Linked DNA regions of Gossypium hirsutum: region 2 is linked to region 1. A link is a contact called in public Hi-C data. All regions are on one chromosome and are shown on one strand. The core of a region is the stretch at or near the end of the contact, and the rest is flanking DNA. Distances in the headings are between cores, read along the strand shown.

Region 1 (7,172 bases), core at 2,033-4,532:
CCTATGTATATATATTACTTATATGTCAAAGTTTGGTGATGTGAGTTGTGTTTGCATGATACATGATGAGTTGTGGGACCCTCATTTGTTGATGATGTCATAAGCAAAGAGTTACACGGGCTGAGGACACGAGCGTGTCTCGAGCCATATGTACGTGTGATCCTTCAAAACATGAAAATTTTCTTAGTGTTCCAAAGTTTTTGATTTAGTTTTGAACCACTTCCAACTTATGTTTAGGGCCTCGTAGGCCATTATAAGGGACAATATGCATGTGTATAAATAGTTTTAAATTGAATGAAATTTAATGGCCCAGTTTTGTATGGTTACTTGTGTTAAGACCAGTAATGCCTCGTATCCTATCTTGGCGTCAGACACAGGTAAGGGGTGTTACAAGAAACGCCACCAGAGCCACCTTTAAAGGCCTAATGGGCTACCTAGATCCACCGAACAAGAGCAGACCACCATGTGCGAACGACCACCACCTAGGTTCACCAAAACGAACATCTTGCACCACGATCGGAGCAGAGAAGCCACCGTACTCTCGATCAAAATAATAATAACAATGTTGCACTAAGTGACCATAATGTCCATAGATTTGGCATTGAATCTGGAGCTAAAACCTTTGCCCAATAGCAGGGATTTAAATTGCGGTCGCGGTCACGTTTTCGGTCGCGTCGCGTTTGTCGCGGTCGTGGACATAACGGACGCTATTGCGGTCACTGCGGGTATCGCGATCGTGATTTTTTTTCAAATTCGCACAACTTATTTGTAAAACATAGTAATTATAATTATAATTATAAAAATTCACTTTTAATGATTTTAGAATGTTTTCTAGCACTTATAAATCTTTATTAATATGATATGAGAACACAACTTTATATATGAAGTCCATGTCATATTAAAAATTGTGTCCAGAAATTTATATATATATATTTAAATTTAATAAAGAAATTTTCAAATAATTATTTTAAGACAAATTTTAACAATGGATAGGTGGATAAAAGCACAATTTACATGCCTATTTTCTAGTGGTTAAAATGGACGGTGGCTGCCCCTAATTAATGAGTAAAACAAGAGTCAAAGAAGAAACAAAACAGAGCAGCATGCCAATTGCCAATAAAGCCACAAACAAAAACAAAAACAGAAAAATTAAAAGAAAATGAAACGATTCTTTCTATTCCCTAACCCTAACCAGTAGCCTCCAAGGCTCCAAGCCTCCAACTCATCAGACTATCAAAAAAATGGTCGAATCTCTACTGCTGTTGAAACTTGAAAGTGTGAAAAACCAAGTAAAGGAATACTGGCTTAGAACTTAGAAGGGCTGAGAAAGAACTGGAAGAAACCTAGAAGTACTTCGAAGAGGAAATAGATGGGTTTGCTTTTCAGATTCAAGTCCTCGGCAGTTGGCTCGGCTCCTTGCTTTCATCTGCTGCTTGTTGTTTGCCCATATATAAGAAACAGAATTTCATATTTCTTTTTCTATTGGTTTTGAGTTTTGATTACTTTTTTTGTTTCTTTGACTTCTTTTTACTTTTTTTTTTATTGAAAGCTCTCTGATTTTGCACTTTGCAGGTGGGGGAATATATTCCCTTTTGTTTTTCACTGTTTCTGTCGATTTTTGTTTGAGGGGATGACTTTTTTTTTAAAATTTACTGTAACGGAAAATAACAGGAATAGCGGCCCGTTATTGCCGCAATTGGCCGTTACCCGTTAAGTTGCGGCCGCGACCCACCGCTATTGGCGTGACTCCGCTTCACACCGCTATTTTCAGCAAAAGCGGTTTCGAACGGTGCCGCTACCGCTATATAACGGCCGCTATTCTGATATCGGCCCGCTATTTGAATCCCTGCCCAAGAGTAGATGAAGACGAATGACCACCACGCACGGTGTCAACCACCAGGGTCGACGAAGTAGACTCAACAAGATTCATAAGAAACGACGCTTCTGTTGCCACACGATTTTGGCGGTTCCTAAATTCTAGAAGAGCATCGACAAGTTTTTGTAGTGGAAGAGACTCGGTCAAGAATGATGCAAGAGTTAAAATAGTATCAAACTTCGATGAGATTCCGGCAAGTATTATTTCCACCTTCTCCACCTCGAGAACTGCAGATCCAGAGGCCTCAAGAAGCGCACAAGTATTTTTTATTTTCGCTATATAATTTTTGACTGACATGGTTCCTTTCTTGATTGAATGAAGGTCGTGCCGGATTTGAGATATTTTTGCTCCAGTAGCAGCAGTAAAAAAGTGATTGGCCGTGCTCCAAACGTCACAAGCAGATTTCACTGATGTAAAACAAGACAACAGAGGAGAACTAATAGTAGAGAGAGAAGCCAATAAGCAAGAAGCTTATCTTGCTGAAGGAAAACAAAAGCATCAGGATTTGGAGTGAGAACGCCGTCCGGAGAGGAGATGAATCGAGGCGGAGCAGGTAACGTCCCTTCTAAATATCCGAGTAACTTGTATCCCTCAACTATTAACTGTATATGCTGCTACCATTGTACGAAACTACATTCATCCAATTTCACCGTGTCATGCCTAGGAAAAGTCTGAACCAATCGAACGCCAGAGAGTGCAGGACTGCCACGATCAGCAGCAGTAGAGTCAATGGAATTTGCCATGGACGTAGTGAGAAGAACCTCCAAGAACGTTAGGCGACTGATACCATGTTAGTAAGTACAGAAATGAAGAAATTCAAAAGGAGAAATACAAAATAAATGTGAATGAAACAAATGGATATTCTGATATTCTTGGTTGATTTGATCAGTACATTAGTAGGTCTTATATACAAAAGGAAGACTAACTGCTATTAACAAACTCTACTAACAGACTATTAGTTTGTATAACAAATTGCTTAACAACCTATCTTATCCTATACATAACATTGCAAGATGGGTTCCGTATTTGTCAACTTAAGCATGGTTTTTGGGATATCAACAGAGTGGCATATATGTTGGCCACAGAAGGACTTCAAAAAGGGGAACATTGGGACATGAGGATTGCTTTACCTGAGAATATAGCAATGGAGGTGGAGAAGGATCGAAGGGGGGTCTCTGCACACTAGGCCAATGAGTGTCAAAGAAGAAAGCTTGAAGCATGAGAATCGAATAGAGGAAAGAAGAGCAGATAAAAGGTTGGGAAAAATTAAAAGGAAAGTATTTACTTATGATGTTTATGATTTTTAACATCTGCTTGTTCAGGAGTCGAGTAGGTTTAATGATGCCTGATGTTGTCTTTAATAGACCCTAGAGCATACTTCTTTTGTTTTTGTTGGATTGTCGTCTGTTGGGGTTTTGTTATTTTTCTGTTTTGGGCTTTATGCATTGGGGCTTTGTTTTTTTTTTTTGTTAAGTTTGCTTTGTCTGTGTTTTGGACATTTATGTTTGGGTTTCTTATTTCCAATAAAATCCTGCTGAAAATTTATTCAAAAAAAAAATGGGTGGATGATAATTAAGATTTAACCATGAAATAAGGTAAAAGTAGACGTGACGTATAAAAAGGAAGGCCATCATTCCACGTGTCCACAGGTAAAATCTCTAGATGTTACTATTATAGATATAACTATACCATATTCAAAATCATCCAATAGAAAGGGCATAGATGGAGAAAATATAAAACAATGCATATACTAACACGAGTAAAAACTTAACGAACTAAATAACCTCAAGTTTGGCTTTTACAATAAATCTTGAACAATAACTTTTTTTTTTGGTATAACTGTCTTTTTTATTTAAAGTGTGAGTATAAAATATTGTTTGGACCAAAAGTAATATTTAAGTCAAATTGTTTTAATAATATTAATTGCTAAAAATGAATTTTGTTAAAATACTTTTAAAAAAATTACTACTACTTCTTCCAACCATTTATTCATTTAGACAAACTATTTTTAATTTCGATTGAGATTAATTCAATTTCAAATTAAATAATTACTACTAAATTTCTGGAAAGATCAAAGGTATATATACTTCAAATGTTTAAAATCTATTAACAATTGTCAACAATCTCTTAGCCTAATTGTAAGAGTATTATGTTGTAGGAATGAAAACTTGAAATAAAACACAATCAACCTTATTCTTTGCCCCCAATTATAAAAAAACCCATTAACAATTATTTACTTTTTTTTCTCTATCTAAGGCTCCCCTCATATGAGTGATGAGTTTGACTCTAGTGAGATAGTGGTAGTGAGAATAATTACGATTACAATGAGCTTAAATTTAGTAATATGATTTTTTTATTTAAATGCAGTTGTAGCGATGAGGTGAGAATAGACAAATATTATTAAAGATATTATGAAATGAAAATGTGTGTACATATATTAATATATAATAAATTATCAAAATTTATTTTAAATTTAATAATAAAATTATATTTATATTTATTCTATTTATAATTAAAAATATTAATACTATATTTATATTAAAAGTTATATTATTAAAAACATGATTATATCAAATTATATATTTATACTTCCTATTATTTTTTTAACAAATACTTATTATTATTTAAAGCTTTGACTGAGTTGGTGTCACCTTCAACCAGGTCCCAACTCAGTTGTGAAATTACCAAAAGCTCAATATTTATATAAAGTAACAAATCTAAATTTGCAGGTATTCCCCTCATTTCACATATACTTTAGAAAATACATGTAACCTTTCCAATCTGGCCTAAACGTTAAACCCGAATTCGGAAGATTACATTAGTCACCAAGATGACCCAATTAGCTATCAAAATTTTATAAACTGTCAATTTAAAATATTTGTTTATTTTAGAAGTAAACTTAGTTAAATACCGATTCATTTATTACTCAAGATTTTTAATTATAGTTTAACAACAAAAAAGTGATATCTATTTATGTTTTTAATAAAAACCGAGAATCATGCAAACTAATTAATATTCATAATTCAATATCCTTAAATTAAATTAAATGACATGCAAGCTAAAAAACCCAAATCTTATATCTTATGCCACAATTCAAATTAAAATAATACAATATCTAAATATTAAAAATCTCAAATAAAGAACCTAAAATATTTCAATAGATAAAACTATAACACGCCAAACTCGATCCCTAAGAAGGACCCAAGTATGATGTGCCACTACATAGAAATCATCCATATTTAAAATTGTTTCTAGCGAAAATTTTGTATAATTTGCAATGTTTGAATTAAACCTTTAATAAAATATTATAATAAAGTATTAGCCAAATGACGTATAAACTTCAATAAGATAATTTTATTAAAACATTGTTGAACAATCATAAATTTCAATCACAATTCCATCTCAAAATACAAATAGACACCACCCCCCATATGCCATGCATAGTACAAATAAACAGATGTCTCACAGCAGCAGATATCCTCTAGCGTAGTCCTTCAAAAAGTCTTCCTTCAACAGTAGGCCTAAGAAGAAAAAAAGTAATAGGGTAAGTTCAAAAGAACTTAGTGAGTTCCTTAGAGATCTTAAGCAGAATACAAATAACACAATCCAATCTTTCAAAGGAATCACTCAACATTTCAGAGTACGCCCAAAGGCGTATACAAAACTTAGACAGACTCGGTACGCCAATGGCGTGTCACATAGGCGAATACTATACACTAATACAACAAAACTCAGACATTCCATTTTCATACTAGCCACATACCCAAAGCTCAAAGTTAGATTCATATCAGATGTTTCTGTTTCATTTATATACATTTTCTCCTTATAGCTCCTAATTTAGAATCATTCAGTAGCATGTTCAGTTGTGTTATGTCAATCCGAACTGCACTATATATTTGCCCTACCGGAGGCTACACAACGTGTTTCCTTTAACTCCATTTCTATAGATCATTTCATATAATATCATTCATTTCAGAAGCAAATGGTAGTGGCTTAACATGAAAATGACCCATACTTCTTTCCCCAGACATATAGAACTCAAACTAATAACTCTAGACAGACAATCATTATTCACACACACACATACATTGATCATCCTTTACAGAGTAAGAATACTTAACTTACAATATTATAAAATAAAGATAATCACAACACATGGAATTAAGAAGGAACTCATCAGAAAATAACAAGGTCTAAATAGCAGGTCCTTTGCCTTTGTCACTCAGACCTTCTATAATGTCTTGAGCTAAGAATAATATTATTTAAACATATCAAATTACTATTTCATCGGATTTAAACATGTATGCACGAAACATTAACACTTAGCCCAAAACCAAGAAGTTTCCTTCCTTACATACCAGTCTGAAACTTATACATGTAGAATTGAAAGCACGTAAATAACCTTAAAAATTACCTAGGGTTCATCAATAATTACCAAATAACTATGGAAAACATATAAGTTGGCTGACTACAACGAACCCAATTTCAAATAGGTTTTCTAGACTTTAGTTTTCCAAAAATGAAAAGAAAATCAAGGAGGAAGATGAACACAAATAAAACGCAAAATATTTTCGGTGAAGGCACAGCTACCCTTATATACTTAAGCACGGAGACAAGGTTTAGTGAAAAAATCAAATAATTTCACTAACACTCTTGATTCTCGTGATTAAGTGTGCATATAAGAAATTAAGTAATTTCATCTACGATAGCTTAGTTCCATTTTAACCAAGTCTCAATTTAACTAACTAAATTTTCTTATTTAATAATAAACAAATCCAATTAACAGTAAATCAAGCGAGTTCGCCAAAGCATTTGGGTGGCATACAATTAGCGGAAGAGTCCGCCAAACCACAGATCTTCACCATTCTAAGAGTTCACCAAATGACACATTTAAAGAATTCTATACTTAACCAAAAAAAATTTACTTACTCATCTCTTACACTTAATTCACCAAAATACTCTAAACAATAATAAAAGACCGGGACCTTGCCAGGCGAGCTGTTACAACCCTCTCTCACTTAGAAAATTTCGTCCTCGAAATTCATACTTAAAAAATAACTAAAGATATTGCTCTTTCATTTGGCTTTCTCTTTCTCATGTAACTTCTTCTTTATTATGATTTCTCCATAAAATTTTCACTAACGAAATTCTCTTGTTTCTTAGCTTATTTATCTCTCTTGCTAATATACGAATAGACTCTTCTTCATAAGACAAGTTCGATTCAACCTCTACCTCTTCAATCTGCACAACATGATCTAGATTTAATCTATATCTTCTCAGCATAAATACATGAAAC
Region 2 (7,172 bases), core at 2,891-5,390, 370 kb before region 1:
GAAGTTCATCCACTTGCAGAGGTTGACAATCATATTACAACTTATAATTTCCCATTTATTTGTACAAGTTTCTTGTTTTTCTTCTATATTAAACACTATATATTGACATGTGTACTTGTTTCGTATACAACGATTCTAGAACTTTTCTTTTATGCACGATCCTTTGATGTTTCTGTTTCCTAATTAATATATAAAGATGGCAGCATTTACTTACAGTTTCATTCATATGCTTGAGAATGTAACAAAGTATTCTTTACATGCATCATCAGTCTATAGGTGCTGTTAATACTATTATAAGGAGACCTTGTGATGGGAAGCTGATTGGTTATAATACAGATTGTGAAGCTGCTATAATTTCGATCGAGGATGCTCTAAAAGGTACCTTACATTGATTGCAGATGTTTATTGTGTTGATTAGTGACTTGACCATTCCGGTACTTCTTTACTTGTAAACTATCATCTTTAGGTACTTTGATATCCGGGAAACTCTTCGTGCTAGTTGGTGCTGGAGGTGCGGGAAGAGCATTGGCATTTGGTGCTAAAAGCCGAGGAGCTCGGATACTCATTTTCGACATTGATTTTGGTATGTCATACGCAACTCCTAAACAGGCAATGCTCCCTGTATGCTGATATGATTTTCAATTATGATCTGAACCCTTTTTTTCTTGTGGAAAAAGAAAGAGCAAAATCTCTTGCTTCTGCTGTCTTGGGTGAAGCTCGAACATTCGAACAAGTCATTAATTTCCAACCGGAGAAAGGAGCGATCCTTGCGAATGCAACACCGCTCGGAATGCATCCATATACCGATCAGCGCATTCCAGTTGACCAGGAAACTTTGGGGGATTATGAGTTGGTGTTTGATGCTGTTTATACACCTAGAAAAACAAGATTGTTGAAAGAAGCGGAGGCTGCTGGGGCAATAACTGTGAGTGGAGTTGAAATGTTCCTAAGGCAAGCTGTTTCTCAGTTCAATCTGTTCACTGGTCAACAAGGTATCCCCTCAATCTCTTACCTGTTTAATCATCTTAAACTATATGGAACTGGGTTGCTCAGACTGGGTGTGAAAGTTAGATAGGGTATATTTTTTAAACAAGTATGTTCAATTTTTTTAAGGCCTACCATGTATTTGGAGAGTCTTTAGAGGGTCATATCATCATACCACGTTTGAAAATGTGCAAAAACTTTTTAGTTAGACCTTGTGAAAATTAAACAAAATGGACCCTTATTTGTATTCGACAGTAACATAGGTTACTATGTGTACTTTGGGGTGATGATCTGTGTTATTTCTTCCACAAAAGTACATCCTAATACTGGAGAAATATATGTAATTAGTGTGGACTGTGGAGGTTGTTAATATGGTTTTTAATTTGTGTTTGTTTTGCAGCACCTGAAGAGTTGATGCGGGAGATTATTGCGTCCCTGTTCTGATGTAGTGGATTACACTGAAACTTGAATAAAATTAATTTATGGAAAAATTCGAATAATTTCCTGATTTTTAATCATGATTCAATGTATTGGACATGGAACATTGAAGATAAGTATTAAAATATATATATGAAGAGAAAATAATATGGTTTTTTTTTTTTTCATTTGAATTAAAATACTTTGGTAACGGAAATAAAAAGTGCATTCCGAGAATTGAACCCCGGAACTCTCGCACCCTAAACAGATATCTTACCACTAGATCAAATAGCCTAAACTGCCAATTGGCCATCATTTTATTAGTATTTAAATAATATGCATATTCCTTTGTATCGAACCGAAGTTATTTACGGTGGAACTTGGTTCTCCAGCTCTCCTAAGTTTGTTCCCAGTTTTGTATTTGCCATCTATACCAGGTTTACCTCTCTTGCTTCTCTTCGTCTTCATCTCCCTTTCATTTATTCTACCAAAAGCGCCTCTTACTTGTCATTTTTTTCCTCACATATCGTGCAAGACTCATTTTTCTTTCTTTATGCTCTAGTCTTAACAATGCACTTCAACTGTTCGATATAATGCTTCTTTATACAATTTGTTTCTGGTTTTCAGGGGGTGTTGTCTGTAAGATGTTGAAGCAAGCGATATGGAAGGTGTTGAGCAAAAGGGTAGTTTCAGAGTCTGGTGATAAACTTCTTTTGCCTTGCTTGTATTTGCCCACGACTTCTTTTCACGCTGGACAGGTAGGTACTTTTTTTTTTCTTTTACTTTTACTTCAGTTTTTTTTATGGATACCCAATTCGTTTCTCCTTCGATATTTTTCAATTAAAACCAGAACCATTAACCATTGTTTTACAGAGATTGTGTTCATAGTTTGATATTTCAAGAAACAAAACATGAAAAATCTTATTTTGCAACTTGTTTTGGCAAAGTCCTTTATGAGCGTGACGAATAAAAGAATTGAACTGGTGTTGACTGAAATAAGACTAAATGCTCCTCGATAGCAAAGTAGTACCATGAGAAAATGAACCCTGTGGAGAGTGAAATAGAACATGAAGTCATGTGCTTGGAGCCCAGGGCTCTGACCGCGTGCCTGTTGAAGAAATTATGATGCTAGTAATGTTCCAAAAAAGGGTGGACTGGAGAGATTTAAAACTTATTGTAACATCTACCCATACGGCAAACTTAAAGTAAAGTATGGCCTGCATTAGGGGTTTGAAAATGGTGGAGAAGAAAATTTGAAAGATAGAGAGGGAATACATAAGCTCTGTTCGTGCATCTTTGTTTTGTTGACCTGTTGATTCAAAGAAAATCGTGTAAATCTAGTTAGATGATGTATATAAGCTGTTCATTTATTTGATTTGTTAATTGGAAGGAAGTTGTGTAAATCTAGTTGAAAGGTTCAACTTTTCCAGAAAAATACCTGCTTCATTCCTTCTTCCTATTTCTTTTTGCTTAATCTGCATGCATATAACTCTGTTTACATCAAATCTCAACCCCATCATCTGTCCAATTCATATTATCAATCTATGCTTATATGCCTAAGATGCAATGTGCAAAAAATAAAAGCATTGGCTTGTTGAACTAAGGTGCAATATGCATATATGTGTGTGTTTGATAATGAAGTCTAAAGAGTAGTCCAATTTTTCCGCAAAACATGCAAAATTTTCTTTTTCTTTTGTCGGCCAAAATGCATGATTTCCTTATAGTCTCATGTTTATTGTTGAATGCTCAAATATTGAGAAGTGTATAGTTTGATATTATCCCTTTTTTAGTGATATTATCCCTTTATCTGGGTTCGAGGCCCACTGGTGCCGAAGTGTTGCTTCATTAGCTTGTGAAGTTCAGAGTTGCAGACTTTATACAACATTTTCCCTTGTACAGGTTCATTGTTCACCAAGAAGTTTTTTTGGGGTAGAGGATTTTCTTGATGATGATAATAGCAAGCCATACACTTATCAGAAAGGAAAAAAGTCGAAGAATCCGAACAAGCATGTCTCATTTAAACAACGGACCGAAGCCTACATGGAACCATTTACACTCGATGTCTTCATCTCGAAGCGGTTTGTTTCCGCTTCTGTCACACATAGGGTGACATGTAAGCAAGTTGCAGTCGCAGGCACAAACTCGAAAGACATTAAAGCAGTACTGAGATCCAGATCGGACATTCCGGCTTGCTTGGCAATCGGGCGGATATTAGCTGAGAGAGCGAGAGAAGCCGATGTGTATACAGCTTCTTATACTCCCAGGGAGAGGGACAAATTCGAAGGCAAAATCAGAGCTGTGGTTCAATCCCTCATTGATAATGGAATTGATATTAAAGTTTATCTTGATTGAATGATTTGAATTATTGATCTTTACACTCTTTACCCAAACCTTTTGAAAGATATTTGTGTTATTTAATTAAGCTTGTGAATATGCTTGACTGATGTATTTCTCTCTCATTTCTATTTACATTTTGATTTTATACCTCCAAATGAGATGCTTGTAATTGCAAATTGTGTGGGTTTATGCTTGGAAATAAGCTTGAATTCTTAGTGCTTGATTCTAGTAGCTTCTAAGCTTAATTGGTATAAATTAAAATATAAAAATTTATGGTATTTTGAATTTTAATCTTAATATAAAAATATAAAACAGTTTCAAAATAATATTTATTATTTTATAAAATATTTGATATTTGGTTAAGATATATATATTCTCAAAGAAAATAAGAAACACATCTATTGATTAAACTTTGCTTAGTTGAAGTGGATTTTTACTTAGTTAACACAGATTTATATTCCATATTTTTTGTAAGAGCAATACACATAAAGGGTATTCTAGTAAGTCACAAAAGGGTTGTTCGATATCTTCAATAGGGTACGCTTCCTAGAAGTTTCCCCAATTCACAACCCTAACATGTTTCTCTAATCAGACTTCAATCCAGGTCTTTTTTTTTCTTTTTTTCCTTTTGCGGAATGTAATTTTATTTTCTCTCTTCTGTTTGGTTGTGGAGAAAAAAAAAGGGCATGTGACGGACTTTTTAGAAATCTTTTGTTCTCTGGTTTTCTTTCCTTATTTTCAAAAAAAAAAAAGTTGTTGATTTTGATTGGTTGCTATTGTTTATTCCCCTCCGAAAATTTATCAGTCTCTAAACGATTATTGATGATCTAATTTGATATCTGTGCAACGAGATGAAACGTATTAACAGTGAGCTTTACCTTTTGGGGGTACTGAGGAAGCCGTTTAGAATGAAACGAGTTATTTGGATTTGAAATTGAAGAATTTGTAGTAGATTTGTGTGGATAATGTGATGTTTGGTGAGAGAGAAAGCTAGCATTAGGTTCCTTTTAAGCTCCAAGTAGGAGAAAAGAAGGGAAAATTTTCTTCTCTTTGACAATGTTCTCTTCATCCTGTTCCATTTCCAACTTATAACTTTACATATTTATATTGCATTTCTTTGGTATTGACGATGAGGGTGTTCTTAATTTCTCGGGGCATTGAAGAAGACATTTAGAATGAAAAATGAGTTATTTAGAATTGAAATTGAGAATGTTTATTAGATTTGAGGAAAATGGTGGAAGGGAAGAAAGAGGTTAAAGGAGATGGTTCTATGCCGTTTGTTACTTTTATGTCCCTGGATAATGTGATGTCTTGTGAGAGAGAAAGTTAAGAAACTTCAGTTTTCTGCAGTTAAGTTTCTTCTAAGTACTAAGTAGGAGAAAAGAAGGAAAAAAAAATCTCATTTTTGTGTTCATCCTGTTCCAAGTCCAACTTATAGCTTTAAATATTTTATTGCTTTGCTTTGGTATTGACAATTAGGAAGTTCTTAATTTTTGAAGCAAACATTTAGAATAAAAATGAGTTATTTAGAACTGAAATTGAGAAGTTTTGTAGATTTCTGAAAATTGGTGGAAGGGAAGAAAAGATTTAAATGAGATATGTTATTCTATACTGTTGTTACTATCTTTTATATCCCCGGTTAATGTAGTATTTGGTGAGAAAGAAAATGGAGAAACTTCAATTTTCCGCTGTTAAGTTCCTTCTTAGTTCTAAGTAGGAGAAAAGAAGGGACTTTCTATGTTTTCATGTCAACTTTTCACAGTTGTATTGTTTGCTGTGGTTTTGACCTTAGCAAGTTTTTATCTTTGATTGGTGCAAATGCATGGATGATTGAGAGGAAGTTATAGCAAACAATGTTTGACTCGATATGGGTTTTACTGGTGAATATACCAGAGGTGTTTGGGACTTTCTATGTTTTCATGTCTGCTTTTGAGCCAGTTTTATAAATCAAGCACCATCACTAGGTGGGACCACTACTTCTCTTGCTCAAATGTTCCTAAGTATAAGAAAACTGGGAGAAGTCTCTCATTTTCAGTGATATTTTTCTTCATCCTGTTCCAATCCTAGTTAAAACTTTACATATCTTATTGCTTTGCTTATAGACCTTAGGAAGTTCTTAATTTTGATTGGTACAAGGGCATGACAAGAAGACATTATAGCAAATTGATATATTTTTTAATTTCAATATGGATTTTTTCCAGTAAATACACTAGTATTTGGGGGCAGACTATATTTCTGTGTCTACTTTAGAAATCAGGCTCTACTGCTAAGAGAGACCATGAAGTTTCTTGCACAAATGTTTCTAGTTTCTGTAACCGTATTCATCCAATATTTATGTTAAAATATGCAATTTACATATACGGTAAAGTGGATACGGCTTTTAATAAATAAAAACCAGTTTATTCCATATGTTCTTTTTTCTCAAGAAGTTTATTTCCTGTGCTTGACTGGCTCTAGACATTCCCAAACTGCTCTTATCTGCTTGATTGTTAATTTGACCAGGAAAACAATTGGCTTCTATCACTCTGTGGGTGTTGACCATGGAGCAAGAAAATAACAAAAATGAAGGTGACAGTGCTGGAGTAGGTTTGGCACTATCACAAGCATCTGAAAAGAGAAGCTCAAATTTATCAAAGGCCAAATCTGACATTGCAAAGTCGATGGCCAGGAATTTCTTGAAGACAAGAAAAGCCACTCATACTTCTGAGGATCGGAGGAGAAATCGAAAGAAGAAAAATAAGAGTTTATCAGAAGGTAGTAAAGCAACTGAAAGTGATGCTAAGAAGCAAAATTCAAGGGAAGAAAACCCACAAAAGGATGCTACCACCAGTATGGTGCATGTAGAGAATAGCCGGCAGATCGAAAAGAATGAAGAAAATACATATGGGTCAGGTGGCAAGGAAAAGAGTAGTAAGTTAAGTCAAAGTTCCAGAAAGCGAAGAAGGGGAGGGGGGCCTGGTCTTTTGAATAAGAACTGGAAGAATGAAGAGAAGCTGAGAGGTAACAAAAGGAGAAAATGGAATGAGCAGATGGAAAAGCGCAGGATTTCAGAGAATAATAACAAGAATAAAGAAAAAAATGATGGTAAGGGAAAGAAACAAGAAAATAAGATGAAAGAAAGGATTGATGGTCTAATATTTCCGTGCAATGCAAAGACCAAGCCCGATTGTTTCCGGTACCGTGTAATGGGGGTATCAAATGGTAAAAAAGATCTTGTGTTGGGTATCAGACGAGGGCTTAAGCTTTTTCTATATGATTATGACCTCAAACTTATGTATGGGGTTTATAAAGCATCCGCTTTTGGTGGCATGAAACTTGAGCCCGAGGCTTTTGGTGGGGCTTTCCCTGCTCAGGTACCATTTCAGTATAGCCATCTTCCTCTAGTTACAACTCTTCCTCTTCACCCAAGAGATTTATGTACCAATGACATCTTT

Evidence for each region. A called contact is a pair of places that touch in the nucleus more often than the background predicts.
Region 2: a Hi-C map of leaf shows a contact between it and region 1, with 2.6 times the contacts expected there. The contact joins the promoter of LOC107895015 here to the enhancer-like site in region 1. A contact is called at or near these places in 4 of 34 Hi-C or Micro-C datasets (callus, leaf and petal).

Annotation. Positions count from the first base shown.
Region 1 is chrD13:33,714,446-33,721,617 of Gossypium_hirsutum_v2.1, reverse strand. No RefSeq gene overlaps it. Among protein-coding and RNA genes, the nearest start is that of LOC107918818, 13 kb to the right of the region's middle. Within about 2 kb of position 3,282, at least 4 of the 9 cell types and tissues checked have an H3K27ac peak or open chromatin away from gene starts, as enhancers often do. A contact at or near this core is called in leaf, where this site is marked.
Region 2 is chrD13:34,081,093-34,088,264 of Gossypium_hirsutum_v2.1, reverse strand. It overlaps LOC107895015, which reads left to right and starts at 4,140. Exons shown (of 3, transcript XM_041108848.1): 1 at 4,140-7,091. The coding sequence starts at 6,279. LOC107895019 (50S ribosomal protein L18) reads left to right here and starts at 1,632. Exons shown (of 3, transcript XM_016820204.2): 1 at 1,632-1,838; 2 at 2,029-2,159; 3 at 3,301-3,845. The coding sequence starts at 2,046. The coding sequence ends at 3,753. It overlaps LOC107895018 (bifunctional 3-dehydroquinate dehydratase/shikimate dehydrogenase, chloroplastic), which reads left to right. Exons shown (of 9, transcript XM_016820203.2): 5 at 1-21; 6 at 270-378; 7 at 467-583; 8 at 678-992; 9 at 1,385-1,581. The coding sequence ends at 1,428.